Regions from separate parts of the Oryctolagus cuniculus genome. Here region 2 is linked to region 1. Evidence: chromatin contacts called from public Micro-C data. All regions are on one chromosome and are shown on one strand. The core of a region is the stretch at or near the end of the contact, and the rest is flanking DNA. Distances in the headings are between cores, read along the strand shown.

Region 1 (6,990 bases), core at 2,002-4,501:
CCACTGGCAACAGAAACTGACAACAGGCTGTGATTGGATGGCTTCGGAAACTACACACCATGATTTGGGAACTCTGAGATAAGACCCAGCCAAGAAATGGCCCAGCCAATGCAGGAGTATATTCTTGGCACATTCAACAAGAAATTCAGAAGTGTAAGAGTTCCATAAACTGTCCATTCCAGCACACAGAAGGTATCATTGGGCAGAGCATAACCTGGAATTAATTTTTCCACACTGCATGGCTTTACCATCAAAAGGTCATAGATTTTCTGTTTTGATTTAGTCTCAAAAGACAAGTTAGATGGCCTTCTTCAGGAAGGGAGATCTGAAGAAAGCACAAAACTCTGTCGACTCCCACGTCTTGGATGCATGAATCCTAGGCACTGATAATAGACCAGTGTTTCTCAACCTTGGTTTTATATCAGAATTACCTGGGAAATGTCTAAAAATCTCAGGGCTCAGATTATACCCCTGATCAATTAAATCAGAGTCTCTTAATACTTTAAGTTCCTCAGGTTATTCCATAAATGAAAGGTACCAATTTAATGGTGTTTCTTTTTTTTTTTTAATTTTTTTATTTATTTTTTTGATAGGCAGAGTGGACAGTGAGAGAGAGAGACAGAGAGAAAGGTCTTCCTTTGCCTTTGGTTCATCCTCCAATGGCCGCCGCGGCCAGTGCGCTGCAACCGGCACACTGCGCTGATCCGATGGCAGGAGCCAGGTACTTATCCTGGTCTCCCATGGGGTGCAGGGCCCAAGCACTTGGGCCATCCTCCACTGCACTCCCTGGCCACAGCAGAGAGCTGGCCTGGAAGAGGGGCAACCAGGACAGAATCCGGCGCCCCGACCGGGACTAGAACCCAGTGTGCCGGCGCCGCAAGGCGGAGGATTAGCCTAGTGAGCCGCGGCGCTGGCCTAATGGTTTTTCTTAAGTTAGGTGGAAATTGTATAAGGAGAAATAAGGTAATAGGACAGCTAGAAGGTTTGGACGTATATGGCAAGCTTGAGAATAACCAGTATGCGAGCTCTAGCTTTAGACTCTTGGCTTTTGATTCCATGTCAGTGCCAATTCATTCACTAAATCTTCCTAAATCCTTCCTTTCTGAACCCATTTTTCATCCTCTGTACTCCTATAGCATTCTATAGGAGTATAGTATATAACTGAATCTAACAGATACCCCATTCTATCCTGTACATTATGTTTGTCACCCTCACAATACTGTGCGCTCCCACAGGGGAAAAAAAAAAAAAAAACCCTCATTGCTTTATCTCCTTTTTCTTTAGAGTATCTACTTTGAGAGCAGGCATCCAAAGATAGGAATGTAATTGACATAGATGAGGATTAAACAGCATGGAGATGTTACCCAATACAATGACATAATACAGCAAAGCTTCCTGGCACCTTAATGGCAATTCCATAGCAGGACTTCCTATACTGATATACTTCAAAGCCCTTCACAAGTGAATTGTTAACTCTAGACTCCAAAGTCTTTATCTGAATGCAGAGACAAGCCCTAGAGAAAAAGTCTGGGTAGATGACCCAAAAGCTAATTCTGCAATACTGAATATCCATTTGTTCAGCTCTAAACTAGAGTTTTTCCATCACTGGAATAAGATAAATTAGTGAGGGTTGGTGGAAAAAACAGTAAGAGCATGACTCTTCTGTGTCCTTGGAGTTACACAGCCAGAGGGATTAAACCTAACAAAATAAGTGAAGCAGGAAACTCTGGCAACCGAGACACTATTTGCATAGTAGTTAAGACGCCCTCATCTCACATGGGTGAGCCTGGATTTGATTCTGGAATTTGGCCCCTGACTCCAGCTTCTTGTTATTGCAGACTGGGGATGGGGGTGTGGGGCAGTGGTGATGTCTCAAGTAGTGGGTCCCTGCCATGTGGGAAACCTGGATGGAGTTCTGAGCTCCTGGCTTTGGCTCCAGCCCAGTCCCTGTGATTGGGAGCATTAGAGGAGTGAACCAGTGGGCATGAGTGCTCTCTCTCCCTCTCAAATAAATAAATAAATAAAATCTTTTTTTTTTTTTTAAGGAACTTCTGGCAGCCACCTCAGCATAGGGTGATTCCACAAAAAGCCTTCTTGGAGAAATCCCTTTCAACTAGATGATGCATGCTGTCATTCTCATCTCTTTCTCTCTCTTCACCACCCCAGTGGCCGGAGACCAGCAAAATTCCCACAGGCCCTACAGGAAACCACAGAAATGCCTCCAGGAGGCAACAGGCTGGAAACCAGAATTCGGTATACAAGCTTGTCAGCATCCTTCTGAGCGTCTGGTGCCAAGGAACAGGAAAGGGGAGTATGTTGGCTGGGAAGGATTTATGGGCCAGGGGAAGCGAGGGGCAGGAAATCTTCCAGCTATTCCTTGCAGTCTGGCAGCCACTTCGGTCAGTTTTCCCATTCCTGGATGGAAGCTCATTTCTTACGCCCTGGGGGTAAGGTGCTTATAGTTCATTACTTACGTCCTGGAGGTACAGGGTTTGTGAAACTGCCTCTTTGTTAGGGCCTTACCATAAGAACTTATATATGCATCCCATTTGACATGTTGGAGCGTTTGGCTGTTGTAAAAGGAAACTAAGTCTCAATGCCGAATCTGGGCAAGATCACACAGTGGGCAACCTGATGAAGGCAGAACTCACGCCCAGTTGCCCTTCTTCCAGTGGTCCTGGGCGTCCTTGACACCAGGGTGTGCAGAGCAAAGGCAGAATGGGAATATTATTCTCACACCCCAGACCCTGCTCAGGTGCACGGGGACACGCGTCCACATCCAGTGGAGTGGGAGGCAAGGGAGAGATCCTCCCCAAAGGAAGCAGCAGTAACTTCAAAGGTTGAGTCTGCTTGGCCACTTCTCAGCTCTATAAACTTGAGCAAATGACTTTTCTTCTGCTCTTCATCTGGTCTCAAAGCCCCTCTAGTGCTAAATGCACAGCCTGAGGTGGACTTCGACTTTCATCTGAAGGTCAAGTACTGTGAAAACCGCGAAGTCATGGACAGAGTCAGAAGATGCCGAGGGTCCAACTCCCAACGTTCAGTTTTCAGCATCTCTGAGAAGGAGAGTAACAATATCCACTTCTATAAGCTACAAAGGAACCCAGGACTTGGCCCCAAGCAGCGCCCGCTCCCTGACTGGCCCTAGAGAATGCGGTGCAGCAGGGAGCCTGGGAGAGCTGCTCGCCGAGGTCGGGCAGCAGGAGGAGCGTGTGAGCTGTAGGCGTCCCTTTAAGAGCGGCTGGCCCGGCAGAGCCTCCGCCTCTCAGCCCGCGGAGCGCCGGCAGTCACCTGGGGCTGTCGGGGCAGCCAGATCGCGGCGGGACCGGGGCGCTTGCCCTCGGAGGTGGGAGAGGGGGCCCGAACGCGAGGAGCCCCGCCGCCGTCTCAGAGCGTGGCCGTCCCGCGCCTGTTTGAGGCGGAGGATGCGGGAGCGCATCTGGGCGCCACCGCCGCCGCCGCTGTTGCTGCTGCTACTGCTGCCGCTGCCTCTGTGGGGCGGCCCCCCGGACAGCGGGCGCGGGCGCGGGGAGCTGGAGCCCGAGCGCGGGCCTCTGCAGCCCTTCGACCTGCTCTACGCCAGCGGCGTGGCTGCCTACTACAGCGGGGACTACGAGCAGGCGGTGCGCGACTTGGAAGCGGCGCTGAGCAGCCACCGGCGCCTGCGGGAGATCCGCACGCGCTGTACCCGCCACTGCGCCGCCCGCCGCCCGCTCGCGCCCCCTGGGACCGGCCCCGGGGCCGAGCTGCCCTTCTTCAGAGCGCTGCTGGAACGGGCGCGCTGCTACCGCAGCTGCGAGACCCAGCGCCTCGGGGGACCCGCGTCCCGCCACCGCGTCAGCGAGGATGTGCGCAGTGACTTCCAGCGCAGAGTGCCCTACAACTACCTGCAGCGGGCCTACATCAAGGTACCCACAGCGCGCGCGCTTGCACTCCTAACACCCACCCCGCCGCTCCCGGAGGCTGTCTGGAGCCCTCACCACTGTTCCCGCCAACCTGCCACAGTACTCTGTCTTTCAGTCTGTCAGACTGGGTCTCCTTAAACACCTCTGTCTCCTGTCTGTGAACCTGGACACCTGTGGCCTGAGCTCTGGGTTCTCTCAAGAGCACTACGTGAACCTGGGCGAGTCCTTTGCTCTCTCAGCATCCACTTCACCCTGGAAAGCAGGGCTGTTCTGACAGGATGAGACTCAGTACAGTACCCAGGCAGCGCTCATCATGAGGTTTTGCCACAGGTGGGTCTAGTTCAAGTGCTCTAGGGGATGCTTTCTTGGCCCACCTGGTCCCTATTTCTCTTCTGCCTCCACTCCCTCGTCTCCCCGACACTGTGGTCTGCACCCCTTTTCTGAAGGTTAAAGAATCTTGGAAATAACAGTGTTAGAAGTAGTCAATCCTAAAGAAATTTCTCTTCTCCCTTTCACCTATGAAAACGTGAAGTTCAAAGGTGAGAGAGAAGGTAGGCTTGGAGGAGGAGAAGCTACCCAAAAAGTGCCCTCCCCAAGTGGGTACTCCTCCTTCTCTGGAGGGCTTCCCACGTCTGGAGAGTCACACTGGACTGGGGTACTGGACATTGCACCCCCAGTATGCTCTTTCCGGTTTTATTGCTGTGTACTTAACTCGCCTGAAGTTAGTGTCAGGAGGTATTCAGTGTTTTTTTTTGGCATCTTTCCCACATCCACAGTTTTGAAGAACTATTTAGTTCTGTCGGCAGAGAGAATTTAGAATGAGTTGCGCTCCTGCATAGGTTGCTGTGAATTTCTCCCCCTCCCCCCCAAACGTCCTGGCTTTTCCGTGTCAATATATCAATGTCTCCTCAACAGCTGCTGGCAAAGCAGCCCCACTAGGGGATGGATGATTGCAGCAGCCAGTGGACAAGACTGCATTTCTGAGGAGCTGAAAACACACACCGTGTTCAGACATCCAAATGCCTTTTGCAGCTCTTTCCACGGGTCTCTGCCCTTCACGGGCGGTAGGGTTCTCAGATTTGCAGTTGTCAGTGGCATTCATGGAGTCACAAACTGAGACTAACTGTAATCTCCTAGTATGCTGTGACTAACAGAATTCACTGCGCTAGTATCTGGGGCAAGTAATGAGGGGAAATCCTGAACCCTTTCCAGAACTTGTCTTCTGCTTCCTTATGCTTCCTAATAGATTTGCTAAAACCTCTATGAAGGTTAACTCTGATTTCTCTTAAAGAAGTCACACAATGCTTGGTGGACCTGAAGAAGTCAGTCATTACTGGGCAGAGAGAGGACCTGGAGAACCTGACATTGAAGACTGCCTAAGCTAGTTCCCAGAGCAGGGCGTGGGTGGTCCCGGTAGCCAGGTCCTCCCAGGAGGCTGGCACGTGAGGTTGGCAGTCCTGCTGATAATCTGTCACACATCTGGACAGATTTTCCTTTCTTGGGTCCAAGAAGGAGTACATGCTCATGTTTGATCCTGGAAAAACAAACAACCATGCGGTTGGTAACTGTCCATGTGTGGGTTTGTTTAGTTCTGCCGTTACATTTACATCCCTGTCGGTGTTCATGTCGGTTTGTCATTCCCCTGCTCCTGTCAGCTGTTTGGAGGTCACAGGAGCTGAAGCCATAGGTTTAAGTGCTTCAGATCTTTGCGATGAACTGATTACAGGAACAAATCATTCTTGGGAAGCTGTGGGTGAACTGCTGAGTGTTGTCTCTTTAACTCATGAACATTGAAACTTAAGAAGGTTTTTCAAAAATGTGTGACTTTATGCATTAACTTCTGTTTTACCAGCAGTTTTCAGGGAGTGTGATAAGCTTTGCATCTTCTCCCCACTTGATACTTTGTACCCTAACAAGTGAAGCCCTTGGGCTTCACATCATTGATAATCTCTTAAGGGAGAAATATTTTCAGTCCTTTGAAAAGCCATTTCTGATGGCTGGAGACTGAACACCCAAAAGATGCAACAGTTCTTTCCTTTCCTGTATCCACCAACCCTCAACAACTCCACAACTTTACCCTTTCCTTGGCTTCATGGAAATTTCACAGACTTACATACATACATACACACACACACACACACACACACACAGTCATACCACTTTTTTGAGACTGAAACAAAACTTTCAAATCTTTCAAATAATACTGGAACATCTGACAGATCTGGATTCTGGGGTACTCTGAGTTCTCTGCATGGCTCTCAAAATGGTCATAGTGCCTTGTACTGTCGAAATGCTTTTGACATTAGTGATCCTGTTTGCACTGAAAGTGATAATCCTGGGCCAAATCATGTTCGGTAAGGATTCGAAGACTTTGTAAAGCTGGGGAAGTACAGCTAGGATGATGTTTAAAGTCCCCGTGCAGCACTAACCATGACACTGTGGCGCAGGCGGATCTATTACAACTCCTGGGAGGTTTACTAACTGCAGAAGCTCTCAGGAGGTGTTATTGCCCAAATCTTGGCTGATGGGCTGCTGACAGAAGTATATCTTTTAGGTTAGTGTGTTGGAGGAGAAGGACTGAAAGTTGCAAAACGGAAGACGTGTTGAATCAATTCCTCATTTCATAGAGGGGGAAAGGAAGTTCAGAAAGGGAAAGGCATTTGCTCAGTGTCTCATGTTGTGTGACAGACCAACCCGATATGCACAGACTGGGAGGCAGGAGTCTGTGCTCTGCCCACGGCCTGTGGGATCAGCTCTAGAGTGTTGCATTCCCCAGGGCTACCTTTATGCCAGATTTGGACAGCTCCAGGGATGAGTAGTTCCTTTTCCTGCGGGGTCACAGACACTGCATTTTTCTTAGAGACTTTTCTGTAGACTCTTCCTCAAGGCCTGGCATGTTGAAACCTTATTCTGAATGACTGCGAAGTGCTAATCCAGCCAGACATTTCATGTAGAGGCAGGGTGAAACTCTTCAGTTTTTTTATTTTTATCATTTCGAATTGTAAGATGTAAGTCACAATTCATAACCTAAAACCATAGACATGGTTATATCTTGCATTCTCCGCCCAGAAACCTTCAGTGGTTT
Region 2 (6,990 bases), core at 1,795-4,294, 66 kb after region 1:
ATATTAAAGTTTTTCTAAAATGCATTTTAAAAAAAGTCTAGTTTAAAACTTCATATTTTTCCATAAGTTTTTATTGAGAACCTGCAATATGGACCTATGTCGAATACTTGGGAATATAATTGTGAATCAAATAGAGGTAGGAGCCACTCTCATGGGACTGCCTGTGGTTCAGATCAAGGGGACAGCCACATGAAAAGGAGTATTAAACGTCGCTAATTGCCACGACAAAATACCACTTACTGGATGACTTAAACAACACACATTTATTTTCTCACAGATGTAAAAGCTAGAAGTCCAGAGCAAAGGATCCAGCTGATACTGTTTCTGGTCAGGGACGTCTTCTTGACTTGCAGATGACCATGTTCTCTCTGCATCCTGACATGGACTTCCCTTTGGTGTGTGTGTGTGTGTGTGTGTGTGTGCGTGTGTGTGTGAGACAGACAGAGAGAGAGAGAGAAACACAGAGAGAAACACAGAGAGAGAGAGAGAGAGGGAGAGAAACAGAGACAGAGAGTAACAGAGAAAGAGCGAGAGAGAGCCTTCAAGTCTCTTCTTACGAAAGCACAATCCTATCATGACAGGCCCCACTCTAATGACCTCATTCAACCATAATTATTTCCTTATGTCTGGGGAGCTGGATCCAAGTTTTTGTCCCTGACATAAGAAGGAATTCAAAGATAAGACATAGGTAAAGATCAGCAGAGAAGCAAGATTTATTTGCAAGCAAAGTGAAACTGCGTACTTAAGTAGAGCAGGCAGGTTAAGGGCCGTTCCTTTATAAGCTGGAGGCAAAGGAGTTGATGTTTGTGGTGGAGTTCAACAGAATATTTATAGTGGTTGGAGTTTGGGACAGGGCTTGAGAGCTACCCATTTCCTTGCATGTTGGGGAAAACTCTGGAGTGTCATGGTGTCCAGTGTTTGATGGGAGTAGGAATGTCAGCCATGGTGATTTCATTATAATGATACTGTGATAAGCTAACAGCCATTGCAGGGATGAAGCTGGCAGGCAGGCTGAGTATTTTTGGTCTGTGCCAGTCCTAAGCAGTGGTTAGTGGGTGTGTTGTTTGGGTGGTATAGGCAGGGCTGCAGTGCAGGCAGGGGTACAGGGAGGGGCTGGAGACTTTAGCTTCTCCTTGCTAACTACCTCCCTGCCTATGTCACTTAGAGGCCCTATCTCCAAGCATAGCCTCATAAAATTAGGAAATTAGCATATGAATTTTGATGGGACACAAACATCCAGTTCATAGCACAAATAAATACACAAATAAAACCATATTAGAAAGTGTGATACATACTAAAAAAGAAAAAAAAAATTAGAGGCTCCTTATTGAAGTATTTTCCATGGAATCACTTTATAAGGATAATTTTTTATTATCCATTAAAAATATAAATAAGAAAAGCCGGAAGAATAAGTTGAGAATGATGCCATATTATATTTTTTGTTCTTTTTGGAACCTAGAGTCTATTTTGTTCATACTTGCCTTAATTTCCTCATAATAATCTTCAACTTCCATAAACAGAATATGATAATTTTGTGAAATATAACCATGAACATTGTCTGACTCTTGAGGTATAATTACTAGATGCCTTGCATATTTAAATACTGGATCTTTTGGTATTCAGTGAAACTAGAGAAAGGGAAAAAACAGCACTTCCTCTCTGGCAAGTGTTGCTTTCCCAGACTTTTGTTTACATTTTGTTTAATAGCAAATGAATTGAAAAACTGTTTTGCTATGGTGCTTGTTATTTAAGAAAAAGGGATGAAATAAGAGCACACTCATGTGAATTTCATTTTTTCAGTGTTCTATAAGTCAACTATAATGAACTTTGGCACAAGAAAATCAGTTTGGGGGATTTTTAGAAGTTTGTATTCAAACCAAAGCAAACTTGGGTAAGTAAGAAGGAAACTGCTGAACTTGAGAGTATACATTATGTGTATCTTGATATTATTCCTGCTACAGCTTGTTTATGAGCCCCAGGTCAGTGTTCTCCTTAACCTGGGATGCACATGTTACATATTCCTGTTTATATTGGAAAAGTCAAGGAAGTCCCCTGATTAATTGAGGTCCCTCCCATTCCAACTACAGAGGGCAGGAAAAGGGCCCCAGGAGGACCAACGCATTTGAAAATCCACTTCATTTTGCATTTCCTGTAGAATAGTTCTTGGAAAAATGTTTTTCTTTGGGGCTAGCCATTTATGATGGATTTTGAAAAGGAAGAGCTCTTCAAAATGCAGAACAAGATGATAATGAGGCAATACAACCCTACCATGTGAAGGAGGAGGAACTTTAAGCTTAATTTGCAAGCTACTTCCCATAACACCTGGTGGAGTGGCAACATCTGGGCAATACTTGATAGTGTGTTCCTAGGCCTGATGGCCAGGCAGTTTCCAGGAAGGGCTGCAAAAAGTGGATTAGTATGGGAAAAAGCCAGAATCCTCAAGTTTACCAAAAAGAAATTGTGTTCTCTCAAGAATTCTTTCCCAGGTTGTTACCAGTCACAGAGGGGAGGGCGATTGCCAGAGTGAGTCTCGTGGGTTCTTTTCCTCAACTTAGTGTAGAAACAAAAAGCTGGGAAGCAATTTGCAAAGAGGCAGAAACTTTTATTAGAGGGAAAAGAAATTTCTATTTGGCAAGTGCCAGAAAAAGCGTTTGGTTGAAGAGGAGACCAGGTGGAGTGCCCAGGTGGGACACTGGCTTTGAGGAAGTGTCCCTGGTTTTTAAGGCATTACTGTCTGTTCATTGGGTCATTCTGTAGGGGTGCCCACTAGACAGGGGGTTTCACATATGTATGTTGCTTGTCTTGGAGTTCATGGAGATAGTGGGGAACTCCTGGAGACTGTCTGTCTCCTTAAGGGGTCAGCACCCTCCTCTGCTAGCCGTGGGTGGAAGACTGCAACTAACTTGAAGGCATGATTTAAAACCACAAGGGTCACACAAGATGGCCAGGATCTCCTAGAGCCAGTCCGACTCTCCCCAGGGCTCAGCCCTTTCCCCTGCCAGCTCTGAGTGAAAGATTGTACCCACCCCCACCGAAGGTGTGATTTAAAGCTGCAGGGTCACACACGCAGCATAAGAAGCTGTTAGTGGGGGAGATGCCAGTTGGTCTGGAGACAGGCTTTCCAGCTTGCTTGTGAATGACATTCTACCTATGTCTGAAGGGGTCCACAGACCCCCAGCCCCACTGGACAGCCTCACAAGTTTTGTAAGAGTGACTAGAACAAATGGGTGACAAAGCCTTTCAAAATGGCATTCCCAGCTCTGAGACAGGAAGTCCTTGTGCTCAAAAATTTTCCATCCTCCCCCACAGCTGAAATGCCTCCCTTGAATTGCCTCCCTCAGCACTTCTATTTTTTAAGTCCTTTCGTGGGGGATCCTAATCCAGCTGCAAGAATTCACTGTGGGCTGAAACCTGGCAGCTTCAATCTTGGGTAGGGAAAGTGATTTGAAAGTAGTATTTGTTCTTAAAAGGATAAACAAGTATTGCAGTTTCCTATTATCTACTTCAGTGAGATTGTTGGAAATTTTGCAGATCATCTATAAGACAACTGAATTTACCCAGTAGCAGATTTCCTTTGCTTCCTTCAAAAGAAAATAAAATAAGCTGTGTCATTGTTTTATAAAAGCTCTTCTTTAAGGAAGATATCATTGTTAACAACTACTAAGTTCTCAATATTTGTATCTATTTGGTTTTTAACTGAGGAGTACAGTGTATAGAAAGTTAAAGTATTTCATCTTTCTCATATTAAACTACATTGAGTAAAGATTGAGATGACATTATCTTTATACTTTTTTATTTATTGGAGAGACAGAAACAAAGAGGAAAAGAGGGAGATTTAGATGAACTGAGAGAGCAAAAGATGGGTAGGTGTATTAAGAGAGTGGGGAAGAGAGAGAAGGAGAAGGCTCTGACCCAGGGAAAAGAAGAGGGACGGTGGAGGAGGGAGGTAGAAGGAGAAAGCTCCCATCCAGTGGTTCACTCCCTAAATCCCTGCCAAGGGCAGGAAATGGGCTGGGGCCAAAGCAGAGAGACCAGACTGTGATCTCAGTCTCCCATTTTGGTAGCAGAAAGACAATTACTTGAGCCATCACTGCTGCCTCCTAAGGTCTGCATTGGCAAGAAGTTGGAATCAGAAGACAAGAATCAAAACCAGCTACTCTGACATGGGATGCAGCTGTCTTACCTGCTAGGCTAAACACCTGCTCCAACACTGTTTATCTTAACACCATAATGTTCTATGTCATTTTTTCCAGTCCCATTTTTCATACAGAAAAATGAAACATTCTTACTTATACTGTTTATCCATCTTCATGACTATAATGAAGTTTTCAATTGCCTCCTCCCTCTCCTGTTACCTACAATAACCTCCCAAACTATTGACAGCCTATTTCCTTCTGATCCTAACCTGCACCTACACTGATTGCTATTAATACTTCTGTTTCTAAGACATCTATGACAAATCAAATTGCATGATGATCCTATTATTTATGACATAGATGGTGAATTAACAAGAACTGTATTATCTACAGCTTTGGGACTAGGCTATTTGAGATTGGAGATTAAGAGTTTGCTGCAGATTCATATCTCAATTTCAAAGGGCACCTGACTGTGTCTTTCATTACATTCTGATGTTCATGACCAGATAGAAAAATATTTCCTGATTGGTATTATCTTGGTTTGTATCTGCATGAAAGGATTTACCAGGCATCAAATAATGTATTAGTTTCAAACTGGAGGGGGACTCTACTTGTGAATTTCCAGGTACTACTCTTCATGCTTTTAAAGTGATGAAAATTCATGAAGCTGAGATAAAGCCAATCTATAAAATAAGGGAACTGAGAAAAGATAACCAATTTATTCTAAAGCAGTGTTTCTGTGATGCAGTGTAAATTAAATCTACAGGAGTTATTTCCCTAATATTCCTCAAACAATTCATCTATATACAAATAATTAAGCATACAGCCAAAGAACTGTATTGAACTGACAGTCCATTTATGAGGACTCAAACATTTCAGTGCATTAATGATGAGCCATGCCTGGTTAAAAAGGAATATAAAAGTCCACAAAGAAATGAGATTTAGGGCTGCATCTCTATAAACCTGTCTGAATTTCTGTGTTCATTTCTGAATGGCTTGTCTCAAGACAAAGAGAGAGAGTTGAGTCTTGTAATTTGACACATTCATTTAAGAACTGGTGACCTTTTATTCTGGGAAAATGGAAGATTTTGTGGGAGTATGATTATTGTGCTTTGAAATATTTTAAAAGCTCTCACAGGAAAAAGGGATTACATTAGTCTTCTTTTTTTCTTTCAAATTGAAAAACCAGGAGCAATGGTAGATGTTATAGGAAGTAGATTATGGTTCACTGAAAGAAAAATATTATGTTTTCACTTAGATCTTTTGTAGGACAGAATGAACTCTTTTGCAGTGTAGTGATTTTCTTCACACAAGGAAAATTAAACCAGAGATTGGACAAATACCTTGGGTTAATTTGGATCAGCATTTCTCACAATATGCCCTACAGGTCACTGTCCTCTCAAGATATTTTGCAAGATTCTGATCAACTAGCTCTGAGAGATTTACTCATGTAGCATGAATACATTAACTTCTTTTCAGAAAACATTTATTTATTTATTTCAAAGGAAAAAATGAGAGCGAGAGAGACAAGGAGAGAGATCTTCCAATCTGTGGTTTATTCTCCAAATGCCTGCAACAGCTAAGCCTGTCTCAAACCAAAGCAATGAGCCAGAGACTCCATCCTGGTCTCCCAGGTTGTTGGCAGTGACCCAAGTATTTTATCCAACATATACTTCCTTCCAGGTTGCATTCGCAGGATGCTGGATCAGAAGCAGAGGAGATAGGACTTGAACAAGGCTCTCTGCTCTAGGGTAGAGGCATCCCAATAAGCAGGTTAATTCATTGTGCCACAACCTCACCCCATTACCTTCTTGAATATTCACAGTATGCATCATTATATTTAAGACTGAAAATTCACAATAAGGAGATCTGTTTAATTTTATGTATCCCAGCATTTCCTAAATTTATGTAAACCTCAAGACTTTCTATGTATTTTGGAAAAAATATGATTAAGAACATAAATTGGGAAATATACTTATAGAGGTAGACCAAATGACTTTGATTATATGAAATGATTCTCTGCACAAGTATTAATACATGCTTATAAACACACAGGCATGCACACACACACTATGTGCATGTATGTGTGGCAAAGGATGAGTAATAAGGCTTATTTATACATAGCTGACAGTTTTGAAAGTTTTCATGAAGGTTGATAAATTGATGTATGATGAAAAAATAATTCTCCAAGAATCTCAATTGCTTCAAAAAAAATCTTAGCTTTCCCTCAGAGAGGTCAGGAAAGCCAAATACATTTACCACACATCACACACATCAACAGCCACTCATCAACAGGAGAGCAAGACCATATCCCTACAACTCTTTTTTTTTTCTTCTTCTTCTTCTTTTTGCTTCTCCTCCCCTGGTGTTCAGGCAGAAAGCCAATTTTCTGAAAGAGGTATAAGAGAGTAGGAGGAGATGTGAGCAAATATAGGGTAATGGTTGAACCACATCTTAAACATCTGGTTTTATTTATGTGTAGGCACTGTGCATTGCACTTAATTAATGTGACTGAAAATAACCATGTGCCTGTTGCAAACTTAGGTGGTATACCCCGTGTCTTTTCTAAGCAGTCTCTGAGCCTGCTCTCCTCATCATAGGTTTCAGTTATGAGCAAGTCTTAAGGGCGTGCAGTTTCTCTTACTCTTCTATTTTCTGACTTTCTATTTTTTTTCTTTTCTTGTAGTCTTCTATATAGAAAACTACTATTTCGGCAAGAGTTGAGGCCGATTCATGGATATGCCCTTAATCATGTCTTGTGTAATTTGAAGCCAGAATCTGAAGCAGATTCCAACACAGCTGTGATGGGAAGCCATTATAAAGTAAATTGAACATATGCTATTGCAAAAATTAA

What was found. Hi-C and Micro-C count contacts between places; a contact is called where the count stands out from the background.
Region 2: a Micro-C map of ear pinna shows a contact between it and region 1, with 1.8 times the contacts expected there. The contact joins the enhancer-like site here to the promoter of P3H2 in region 1. A contact is called at or near these places in 2 of 6 Hi-C or Micro-C datasets (ear pinna and an unstated tissue).

Annotation. Positions count from the first base shown.
Region 1 is chr4:89,462,940-89,469,929 of mOryCun1.1, forward strand. It overlaps P3H2 (prolyl 3-hydroxylase 2), which reads left to right and starts at 3,252. Exons shown (of 15, transcript XM_002716510.5): 1 at 3,252-3,908. The coding sequence starts at 3,426.
Region 2 is chr4:89,529,032-89,536,021 of mOryCun1.1, forward strand. The region is part of intron 1 of P3H2 (prolyl 3-hydroxylase 2); the gene reads left to right. LOC138849320 (a long non-coding RNA gene) reads left to right here. Exons shown (of 4, transcript XR_011388005.1): 1 at 1-6,990. Among named protein-coding and RNA genes, the nearest start is that of P3H2, 66 kb to the left of the region's middle. Within about 2 kb of position 3,045, at least 1 of the 8 cell types and tissues checked has an H3K27ac peak or open chromatin away from gene starts, as enhancers often do. A contact at or near this core is called in ear pinna, where this site is marked.